2 separate regions of the Macaca mulatta genome follow, and region 2 is linked to region 1. A link is a contact called in public Hi-C data. All regions are on one chromosome and are shown on one strand. Each heading gives the region's core, a stretch centred on a gene start, on an enhancer-like site or on the middle of the called end of the contact. The rest is flanking DNA. Distances are from core to core; before and after follow the strand shown.

Region 1 (5,783 bases), core at 2,192-4,691:
TTCCATGTCTGGAGCAACAGGAGGAGGGGCCTGAGGCCCCATCCTTCAGCCAAACCAGGTGACTTCCCTACCCAGGCCCATGGTGTGACCAGGACCCCGAAGAACAGAGACTGAAGGATGCTGGGAGGCTTGAGCTATGACGGTCGCACCCCATCCCTTCCCCACCACCCTCGACCAAGAAATTCATTCTTACCTCCTAAGATTTATTTATTTCAGAGCTAATCTTGGCCCCTCTGCTGCTCCCACTTTTTCAGGCTATTGATGCTGAATGGATTGGAACGGAAGTTTTATGGCCCAATCTTTACCATTTTATAGATTGTTTTTATAGGCAAAAGGGGGAGATGTGCTCACAAGAAAGGTGTTGGTGTTCCCAGCCAGTGCCCCAGGAAAGGCAGGCTGCCCATCTGAACACTTGCTAATCAGCGTCACTGCTCATTTGCCAGGGACTGAACCACAGGCTCCTGGTCGGAGAAGGGTCTGGAATAGACATTTAGAAATTAACTGGGGCCCAATTCCCTTCTTCAGGAAAATTAAGCACTTGTGATTGACACTTGTGCATTTCCAGGCCAGGAAGGATGGCAGGGCAGGAACTCAGACTTTTGCAGGGTACAAATGGCCGGCTCAGGCAGGAAGGAGCAGATAGGAGATGCCACTCACTGGAGAGACGTGAACTGTATCAGTGCTCCCTTCCACCCAGCAAGGACCCAACTATAACTGAAAACAACTGGGGGTGGGGTTGGGGGGGAGTGGGGTGGGGTGATACCTATGTGAATTCCTGGGTTTCAGGGGAAACTGCAGGGCAGGGAGAAGCAGCTGTCCACCCCCCACTTCTTCTTCCACCCACTCTTTGCTAGTTCTCCCTTTCTCCCTGCTATCAGATGGTTACCATCTCTAGGCAAATGCAAAAGGGGGTGTTGGACACTGAGCTCATCTTTACTTCCCTCCTCAAGGGTGGGAGGTACAGAGAGACCCCTCTGCCTACAACACAGCTTCAAGAGAACAAAAAACAGGATCCCCATTCTCTCCCTCCCAACTCCCTTAACGCCATTTCTCTGCTCCCCCCGCCCCCAAGCCAGTGCCCTCCCAGGAGACCCATGGTTTTGCAAAACCCATTTAAGAAGAAGGACTCCTGAATGGTGACCTCACCCTTTGGTGAACATACACAGTAGCCTTCAGAGCCCGCCTGCCGGCGACAGCCAGGTGTTTGATGTAGGCCAACAGAAAGACATGCTCAGAGCCACAGGTAACATCCCCGCGGAGCACCTGAACTGCAGGGAGCTGCCTGGAAGCTCGGGGAAGGCAGGAGGAAGTGGGAGCTGGGAGCGCCTCGAGGAGCAAGACCACCAGGGAGAGGCTTTGGCAACCACAGGGACAATTCACCGTGTTTTTACATAAGGATCTGTTGCTTGCAGCAGCTCGCTGTGGGGTTACCGTGGCCTCCCGGTTCCCTCTCTCCCAGGCACACACTAACACTGGTTTACTTGGCGCACCAGAGGGAGGGCTCACTCTTCCCTAATTGCAACAGCTTGTCTCTGTTCCATTCCAGGCAGCATTGGGGGAACCTCTGCCCTCACCTCCTCCCCTCACACCCTGAAGTCAAACGTGGAAAGCCGTATGTCCATGGGGAGAGATTCTGGGGAAGGAGGACCGCCCTACTCTGAAAGCCACTGTCAGTCAGCCTTCCCCATTGGACTGGGCAGGGGCTGAGTGAAGCAACTCAGCTCTTTTGTCTCAGTGCCCAGCACAGTGCACACAGTCAGAGTCCACAGAGACAAACTCTCAGAGAAGAGACTTGGATTCTACCCTTGGCTGTGTGACCTTGGACATGTCGCTGGCCCTCTCTGGGCCTCAGTTTCCGCATCTATAACGCTGGTTACAGGCGTCTCTCTCCCTATTACTGCTCAGCATTAGCCGAATGGGTCCCAGTGCTAGTCTGAGAGGCCTGAGCCCGCAGTTTGGGGAGGGCAGCGGTGGGGAGCGGGGGGTGCTTACCTGACCAGGCGCAGGACGCGGTGAGCAGCAGGCAGAGCAGCGGCCCGAGGCGGCCGGGGGCCGGGCCGGCGGGCTCCATGGGCCGCGGCTGCGGAGCGAGGAGGGAGAGCGGCCGTGAGTGCGCGCTCGGGCGGGAGCAGGCTGGAGCGGGGAAATGACTAAGACTCCCCCCCTTCCCCCCTCCCGGCTGGGCCTCCCCCCGACTCCGGAACGGGCGCCTGGAGCGGCTCAGGAGCCGCCGTCGCCGCCGCGGTTTTTGGAGACCCCCCTCCCCGCCCCCCAGGAGAAATCGAGAGACGGAGACGGGGAGAGACCCCAAGCGCGCGAGAAATAAAGCCAGGGGCGGCCAGAGAGAGGCGGCAGGAGAGAGAAACAGACCCAAGGGAGCCAGGCAGAGAGCCAGAGACACAGAGAGGCGAGAGGGGGAGAAAGAGGGGGAGAGCGAGCGAGCGAGGAGTGAGCGAGGCGGCGCGCAGACCGAGACAGACAGCGCGGGAGAGAGGACCGCGCGAGCAGGGGCGAGGGGCAGCACGGCCGAGCCCGGCCGCGCGGAGCCGCCCCCGCCGCTGCCCACCTGCCCCGCCCGGGCTCCACACGGCGCGGGCGGCTGAGCTCGCTCCCGGCCCGCAGTCCCGGCCGCTGCCCCCGCCCTCCCGGCAGCCCGGCCCCCTCCCTCCTTCCCTTCCCCCCTCCTCCCGTCTTCCCGCCGCCCGGGGAGGCTTCGGGGCTCCGGCCCCGCCGGCACCTTCTCGGCGAGCGAGCGCCCGCCTGCGCGCCAGCCAGCAGCGCGCCCCGGGGGAGGGAGCGAGGGCTGCGAGCAGCGCGCCCGGCCGGGGAGGGCAGCGTCGCCCCCCGCGCCGGCGCCCGAGCCCCGGCACCCCCGCGCGGGCCCCCGGCTGCTGCCCGTGAAGGCGGCCCCGCGAGCCGCCGCAGCCCGCTCGGGCTCGGGACTAGACGAGCCTCCGGCTCCGACGATGTACCAGTTCAGAAGCCCGCGCGGTTCGTCCCCAGCCCCGACCCGTCCCGCTCTGCCCCTCCCCGTCCCTGCCAGGCTCGGACCTGCGCCGCCCGCTAGGGCTGGAAGGCACTAGAAGCGCCGCCGGGGCTACCCAGAGGCCGGGTCCCCGCTCCACTTTGCGCAAACTTGTTTTTCTAAGGTCAGCGCCGCGAGCTGGCTACATCGTCCTCTTAAGGTGGACTGGGGAAGTTGCGGCCGACCTCCCCTCGCCTCCGGATTCTGGCCGCGCGTCTACTCCCCGCTTCCCACTGGCGAGAGGCTGGAGGCGGCGAAGGAGTCGGGGAGTGGAGGCGCGGGGGTCGGGGGGTGTCTGCCTTTAACCCTCCCCAAGAGGTCGTGCCTCTGAGCCCCAAAGCTGAAGGCCCCTCTTGGGGATGGGTGCGGGCCGGAGGGGCCCGATCCTTTCAGAGCCGGGCCGAGGTGAAGGAAAAGAAGGAAGTAAGTGAACGCAGGGGGAAGGGGAGAGGAAGAAGAGAGTGATGGTACAAAAATAGCGTGTGTGTAGGAAGGACTTCGGTGCCGCCTGGAAAAGAGGAGCGGGGAGGAGAGGGAGCGAGAAGGGGGCTGTGGCGGGGAACCAGAGGGGAAGGGCCGGGGCCTTCCCAGGGAGGTGGGAGCCCCCTGGCCAGGTGTCTCGGTGGTGGAGGGCAGATTGAGGGGGTGGGGAGGCCCAGGAGGGGGCGTGTGTGGGAGAGCGGGGCCCTGAAGGCATGGGTTCCAGGAGAAGGACAGGCCCGGAAGAAGATGAGGGGTGGGAGCCGGAGCCAGAGGCTTGGAGTTGGAGAGGACAGAATCTCGGTTTTCCTGGAGGGAACGCCGTTCCTGTAGCAGCCAGGTCAGTGATGGGGAGTGTCAGTGTCCTGGTCACCTGGCAGAAGTAGGCTCCGCATTGTGGGAGGAACACGAGTTCAAGACCCGCTGCTAATGGGAGAGAATTTTGCTTCACGCAGTGGCAGTTAAGAGGGTAGGAATAACACAAGGTGAGAGAGGGCCCAGCCCTGTAAATGGACAGAACGTTGAGGCCCAGAGAGGGAATAGGTTTGCTTAAGGCCACACAGCAAAGCTTGGGGTAGCAACAAGATTTGAATTCCTGATTCCCAGGTTAAAGACCTATGCAAAGTAGCACCACCACCTCCCCTCCTGCCCCAAGCCTCCTGGTTAAATGCCTGGTCCTGCTGTTGTGCAGGGGGGCAGGGAGGGTGCCACACTTGAGAACATGGGCTGAACTCCCTGGGTTCAAATCCCCTGGTTACTGTTATGAGCTGGGTAGACTGGAAAGTACCTTACCTCTTCTGTGCCTCAGCTTCTTCATCTGAAGTGAGGCCAGCGTGAGTCTCAATTGTGAGGATTAGATGAGTTAATATTTGTAAGACGTGTTAAAAAGAGCCTAGCATATACCAAGTGCAGCATAAGCATTTGATAAATAAGTGAAGTGTTTGACAGCAGTCCTTGAGAACCCACAGGGTTTTGGGCAGCATTTGAAGTGCAAGGGAATTTTCATTTCTTTGGGTGTGGGAGAGCACGAGGTCCCTGTCCATGAGGAATTTATATTCTAGTAGGGGAGACAGATAAGTGGACAAGTAGAAATAATTAATGAAGAACGGAAGACTGAACTTAGAGAAGGAGAGGGGTGAGCGTATTTTGATAAGGGGGCCAGTAGGACCTCCCTGAGACATGGGTTGCTGAATCACAAGTAGGATCAACAAGGGGAAGATTTGGGGAGAAAGATGTTCCAGGAAGAGGGCCCAGCACAAGGAGGGGAAGGCCCCTGGCGGCTAGGCTGGAGGAGAGAGAGCACAGCATGCAGGAGTGGGGAGGGTGGGATGGTCTCCAAGACCTGGGTAAAGAGCCTGCATTTATTCTGCAGTTGGGAGACCCCTAGAGGGTTTTCAACATGGGAGGGCCATGTCTGATTTGTGTGTCCAAAAGGCCACTCTCCAAACGTAGGGTGGACTGGAGAGAGGAGCGTGGAATTGGGCACCAATGAGAAAGGATATTGTTCTGGGATTATCCTGGTATCTGATGTGGGGGCAGGGAAGGTCTCCATCTCTTCAGGCCACATCTGGTCTAGACCGTGAAGGTGACCAGGGAGGCTCCTGGGAAAATTTGTCACCAGACTCTATCTGGGGTGGGAGTGGAGATCGAGGCTGCTGATGAAGTCAGAGAAGAGGCAGCCTCCTGCCCTGGACTTCCAGAAGGCTCTGCTGTTCAATTCCCCAAGACACACACACACTCACAAACCCGCCCAGGGATTAGGAAACTGGGGATTAGGGAAAGATAATAATTGAACCACCTGCTATTTATATATAGCACCTTTGGCAAAGGCGCTCAGCAGGGCTTCCCTCACCTCTCCCTCAGGAGGGGGACCTGACCCTTGTTCTCTGTCCACATAAAAATCATCCTTGGCCAATCTCAAGGCTGAGAAGCCACTGAGACCCACGGGCCATGGGTAAACTGAGGTGAGGGGCAACTTGTCTGAGGCCACACAGAGAGATTATGGCAGATAATTGACGTGAATCAGCCACTGCCACAGCAAGAGGTCTGGGCTGCCCTACTTTAAAATCTAACTGCCTTCACACATATTCATTCATGCACTCAACAATGTTTATCAAGCATCTGCTGGGTGCCAGGCACTGGGAATGCAACAGTTGGAAAACAGATAAAAATCCCTGCCCTCAAGGAGCTGACATTCTAGTGGGAGGAAATGAACTGATAAGTTCGTCAAATGGGATGGGTGCTACGGGGTGGGGGAATTAGCCAGGGAAGTGGCCCA
Region 2 (5,783 bases), core at 1,974-4,473, 90 kb after region 1:
CGGTATAGGAACATAACAAATAATAAAAAAGGAAAGATTATTTTGATGACAGAGTGGAGGATGTGTTAGGAAGGAGAAGACTAGTATTGAAACATCTCTGCTAGGAATAGTGTTTGGCTGTTGGTAGCAAAGAAAAAAAAAAAAAACCACCTAACCATGGAACAGATTTTAGTTGTCCTCAATACCTATGCTCCCCTTCTTCCTTAGTCAACAAAATCCCTAATTTTCATCGGAGTACATGGCATGCCTCCTGAAATAAAGATTACAGTTTCCAGTTTCCCTTCCATATCCTAGGTATGCCCATGTAAGTTCTGGCCAGTGGAAAATGTTGTGTGTGACTTCTAGAAAATGTCTTAAAAGGGAGGGTAAACACCTTCCTCCACCCGTCCTCCACACTGTCTGGAATTTGAGACATGATGACTACATCTCAAGTAGCTCGGACCATGTGATGAGTTAAAGATGGCTGTGGATTCTTTGATCCTCCTCCCTTTGAGAGGAGGAGTCAGTTTCCCCTGTACTTAAATCTGGGCTGACCTGTGACTTCTTTGACCAATAGAGTATGGTGGAAATAATGCCACACCCATTCCAGGCCTAACCTCTAGGAGGACTGGCAGTTTCTGCTATGGCCTCTGGGAGCCATGAGCTGCCATGAAAAAGGTCAAACTACCCTGCTGGAGACAGCCACCTGGAGAAGCCCTGGGATTCCATGGAGAGGCAGAGGGACCCAGCTGAGCTCAGTGTTCCAGCCATCCCCACGAAAGCATCAGGCATCTAAGTGAAACCATCTTGATTCTCCAGCGTAGCCCAATCAGCACCTGAGTATCACTGAATGACTCTAGTCAGTGCTCCATGGATCACTGAAGGATCACCCAGCTGAGCCCTGCCCAAATTTCTGACTCACAAAACTATAGACAATACAATGGTGGTTGTTTGGGGGCCGTTTGTTATGCTGCAGCAATAAATAGCCAGAACAGACCAAGAGGTAGAAGTTGTTTGCTGAAAATGTTGCAAAAATTACACCAGCCCTTTCCTAGCTACCTCCAGATTTCTTGCTACATTAAAAAAAAAAAAAAAATTCCCTATTTAAGCCTTGTTAACACCTCGGGCTATTGCTCAGTCCTCAGTTTTCCATTTGTTAAATGGAGTGTTAGCTCCTGTCTTATTACTTCCCAAAGGTGCCTGAGAGGTAGAGTAAGAATGAAGAAGAGAAGGCCTTTTTCATGTAATATAAACAGTGCTCATGTCCCCGAAGATCAGTGAGTGACATAATCAAACAGTTATAATATATTTAATGTGGTCATAATGGGTGTGAACTTATCATGAACCAATTGCAATGGATTTTGGAATCAGACACGTTAGGGCTTGAGGCTCTCAGCTCTGCAAGACAAATTTCTAACTTGACAAATAGGGTCAGTCATTAAATCTCTAAGCCTTAGTTTCCTCATCAATAAAATACAGACGACGTGATTTCCCTCCATTGAGTCTGTGTGAGCATTAAATTAAATGAGATTAATCCATCTATTTGATAAATATTGAATATCTCCTAGGGTCTAGGCCAAACACACTCCTGATATTGGTGGAGGCTGGTGGCCACTCACCCTTAAATCTAAATATTTAAAAGTTATAAATCAAACCAATACCTTCTCTTAAATGTTCTATCCTTCTCCTCAATAAGTATAACTTCTCAGCAGCCTGAAAGGCCAGGATCGATTTGGAAACAGACTTCTTAGATACTTGCACTGACATGTGGTGGTGCTGGGGAGAGCCAGCCCCATCCCCTGGTTGCTCATTTCCCAGCCTATAACCTGCCACCTTCCCTTCTCATCCCCAGCTCCATCCTGTACCGTGCACACCTCACCTGCATGTGTGTAGACATACCAGGCTGCAGGTCCAAGCTCCATCCACACCCCATACTCAGCAGTGCCCCTTGGCTACACCCTGGGTTTAGTGTTCTGCCTCCAGACAATAGACCAGGAAGAGGCCTGGCAGCAGGTTTGGGACTTTTAGGTATCCTAGGAATCTGTAGTACTCTAGACAAGGAGCAAAGACTTGGATGGGTATATCCCCTTGGCACTGCAGACTCTCTAGCCTATGGGGACGTACGCAGCTGGAGGCTGGCCAGGGCACAGCTCTGCTTGCCTGGGTCCAAGGATGGGCTGGTCAGCCTGTGCTAGGTGCTGCAGGTACATGAGTAGATGAAGCAGATACCACCCTTGCTTCTCCTACTCAAAGGTGAAGACACATCCCTGAAGTCGGGGCCTCAGTCTCAGCCCTATCTGTAAGATGAGGGCTTACCTGATCTGACATCAGGTAATGTTGGAGACTTGGTGAATGTCCTCAGGAATCTCCTAGAAGCCAGGAGGCCAGATGAGGAGGGGCATGCTTAAGGCCTGAGTAATCAACTTCCTCCTTGAACTCAAGGCTGGTAGGGCAGGAAGGGTATCCACCCTCTAGTCGAACTCCATCCACCCAATTCCTTCAGTGGCCATAACAACAAAACTTCCCATCACACCTAGAATGAAAGTCCAGCTCCTTGCTGAGACCTGCAAAGCCTGCTACCCTCAGCTCCTGACCATCTCCTCTCCTTCTTATTGCTGCTCACTGAGTTCCATCCTTATGTTCATGAAACCCCACAGGTACTCTTCCACCTCAAGGCCTTTGCCCTTGCTGTTTTCTCTGCTGGACATGCCCAGCTCTTTGCAAGGCTAGTTCCTCTTATTGTGCAGGCCTCAGCTTAGACACTCCCTTGCATAGAGATGGCCATTGACATCCTTCTAGGAGCAGATCCTATCTAGCCCCAACTCTCTCTTGAGCGTGTCACCACTTTACTTCCTTCCTAGTACAGCCAAAAGTGGTGTAACGGAGTGTGCAAAAGCTTCCACTTGGGGCTGGACTGGCTGGGTCGAACCCCTGCTGGGCCCAATATTCTCAAGTGCCCAGCCTACCTACTGCACACTTGAGGCTATTGTTCAACCTAGTTCCCCACATACTGTTCAACCTGTTTCTCCACATATTGTTCAACTTCCTGTTTCCCTTGAATAGATTATTCAACCTGCATTTTCTTATCTGTGCAAGGGAGTGAGGACTACATGACCTAATGTGCATATAGCATAGAGCAGAGCCTGGCACAAGCGTTGCAGTGGTGTTTGCTATGATATCAACACTTGTTGCTATTTGAAATTATTTTGTCTGTATGTTTCTTGTTTACTTCCCTCTTCTCTCTGACAGGCAAACTCCCCACAACAGCCTCCTCAACGCTGCCTCCCACAGTGCTTGGACAAAATAATTACAGCAAGGAGCGGGCACTCCTTATATAGGACATCCCAATGCAGGTGGAGAAACTGAGGGAGAGTTGGAGGTTCCTTGCCCTCGGTGATGCGGTGTGAAGGCCTCCAGGCACCAGCCCCGCCGCGTGAGCCGCCGCGTGCACCGCTTCTCGCGGACCCCAACCGAGCCGCACTTCTCGCGCCGCTACTGCGGGTTTCCGCGGCGCCGGTGTTTTTGTTCCTGGCGCGGCGCGTTTTAGTCGTTCAGGCCGAATCAAGCGAAGGCGGAAAAGCGGCGCGCAGCCCGCGTCAGCTGCAGTTTCGTCCTCCTGGTTCCCGGTGCGCTAACAAAGGCATTTGCATGAAAACAGGAACCCCGTTTGCAGAAAGGACCCGTTGGCGGGGTGCATCGTGCGCTCCAGTGCCCTACCGCTGCGCCCCCTTCCCCAGGTGGGGAAGAAGCGAAGTGTGGAGACTGGCCCAAGACACGGCTCGGCCGGCGGGGACTGGGACGCTGCGGCCCGAGCGACCCCCTTCTCTGCCCCCTTCCCAGGCCGGCGGAAACGGCCGTCTCGGGCGTGGGCGCGCTTCTGCAGACTCATCCGGACCTTTTACCCAGGCGTGCGGCTAGTGCGCCCGGGGCCTCGGGGAGCCGGCGCCTGCGTGCGGATTGCAGCGGAGCGGAAGAAGCGGCGGCAGTGGCTCCTTCAGCACTGGGGCGCAGCCTCCGGGCTCGCCCTGCGCCACTCTGGGCCTCGGTCTCTTCGCATGTTCGACAGGGACGCAAGAATGTCACAACGCCTATCTGCAGGGGGAGGCGGGCTTCCCAGAGGCGTGCCGGCGCGTGGCTCGCAGAGAGGCTCCCTGAATATCCGCTCCGTTGGCCCTTTCCAAAGCTTTTCCTTAGCCGCTTCTCCTTTGGCCCTTTCCAGAGCTTTTCCTTAGCCGCTTCTCCTTTGAAACCCTCGTTTTCCCCAGCAGCCCTTGGAGGCAGGGTAAGTTAAGTCGTAAAAGCAGAGGATTAGGAAGCGGGGAACCCTGGATTTAAATCCTGCCCGCCACTGACTAGCTGTGTAACCACGGGCAAGTTACTCCGCCTCTGGAGGCCTCAGCTTCCTCATCTGTAAAATGGGGCATAACACAGTCCAGAAAGTGCTTAGTTCCGCAGTGTCACAAATCAAGTGTTTAATTCATCCTTAAAATTATCACTTCCAGCTGTGGGACAGGCGCAGGGTAGAAAGGGGTTTTCTTAAGGTCACAGGCGGGGTCAAAGGCAAACCCTCCGGGTCTTCACAAGTAAGACTTGTGAAGCAGCAAGTCTTCAGCAGCCTGAAGGGCAAGTTCCCCAAATGGTTTTATCCAGCCGGGTAGATGTGAGCGGTAAGGAGCGCCGGCGCATCTCCCCCTCTCTTGGCGAAGACGCACAAGCAATGGCTGGCGAATCTACTGCCTGGAATGGGGTTCTTGGGTAGAGACCATTTTTTGTTCTTTTTTTTTCCCCCCCCCCAAAAAAAAAGAAAAGAAAAGAAGAAAGAAAGAAAGCAAACAAAGATGCAAACAAAAACGGAAAGCCAGAGCCTTTCATGTAGGAGCCAGCCTGCTATTCAGGGCCGACCACCGTCTCTCCGCAATTCCTCCCCAGGAAGGAAGCCTCGCGCTGCCCTCCAGTGGCAGGCGAGGTAGTGTCGCCTGGGCGAAGCTCACAAACAAGGTTTACCAGAGAAATCAGCTTCACTCTGCGCGGGTGGGGACTGTCGGGGAGAGAGCAGAGAAAATCGGAATGGTTCCCTGACTGCTGTTTTTTCGTCCCGGTGGATCTTGGGAGTCTTGGAAAGAGAATAATAAGGCTCTCTGAATTTGAAAGGCATAGGAGTTTTTACATTCTGGTTTTGTTTATTTTTGAATAGATAACACATTTACACGATTCAAAAGATAAAAAAGAAGATAGCCTGAAAAGGAAGTCTCGCTTCTGCTCTTGTTCCCCAGGCACCCAGTTCCCCTTCCTAGAGACAGCCATTGTTACAGGTTTCTGTGTACCCTCCCGGAGATAGTCTATGCAAATACAATTATTTTACAGGATCAATAGTAGCTTGCCCTATATACTCTTCTGCCTCTTGCTGCTTCGCTTAAAAATGCATCATGGAGTTTGTTCCATGTTGATTCGCATGGGGCTGCCTCATTCTTTTGAACAGCTGCATAATATTCCATTGTTTGGCTCTCCTGTAATTATTTGATCAGTGTTCTATTGCTGAGCCTTGAGGCTGCTCCTAATCTTCTCTAATCACAGTGTGTTACGACAAATAACCACCTACATGCATTGTTATGCCTAGGTGCCAGTGAGGCACATAGCTATTGCGGTATAACAAACCACTCCAAAATTCAGTGGCTTTAAACAGAAAGCTTTTCGTATTGCTCATGTGGGTCAGCTGGGTAGCACTGCTGATCTGGGCCAAGCTCAGCTAACTTTGCATTTGCTCCTTGTGTCTTGGATCAGAGAGGGTGAGTCTGCTGGGGCTG

Evidence for each region. Hi-C and Micro-C count contacts between places; a contact is called where the count stands out from the background.
Region 2: a Hi-C map of cortical neurons shows a contact between it and region 1, with 3 times the contacts expected there. The contact joins the promoter of LOC717626 here to the promoter of SIRPA in region 1. A contact is called at or near these places in 5 of 14 Hi-C or Micro-C datasets (blood, cortical neurons, fetal cortex germinal zone and 2 more).

What each region holds. Positions count from the first base shown.
Region 1 is chr10:82,189,623-82,195,405 of T2T-MMU8v2.0, forward strand. It overlaps SIRPA (signal regulatory protein alpha), which reads right to left and starts at 3,442. Exons shown (of 9, transcript XM_015149397.3): 1 at 3,052-3,442; 2 at 1,993-2,080. The coding sequence starts at 2,071. It overlaps LOC144332055 (a long non-coding RNA gene), which reads left to right and starts at 3,052. Exons shown (of 2, transcript XR_013399772.1): 1 at 3,052-3,448.
Region 2 is chr10:82,279,902-82,285,684 of T2T-MMU8v2.0, forward strand. It overlaps LOC717626 (tyrosine-protein phosphatase non-receptor type substrate 1-like), which reads left to right and starts at 3,224. Exons shown (of 8, transcript XM_028828281.2): 1 at 3,224-4,261.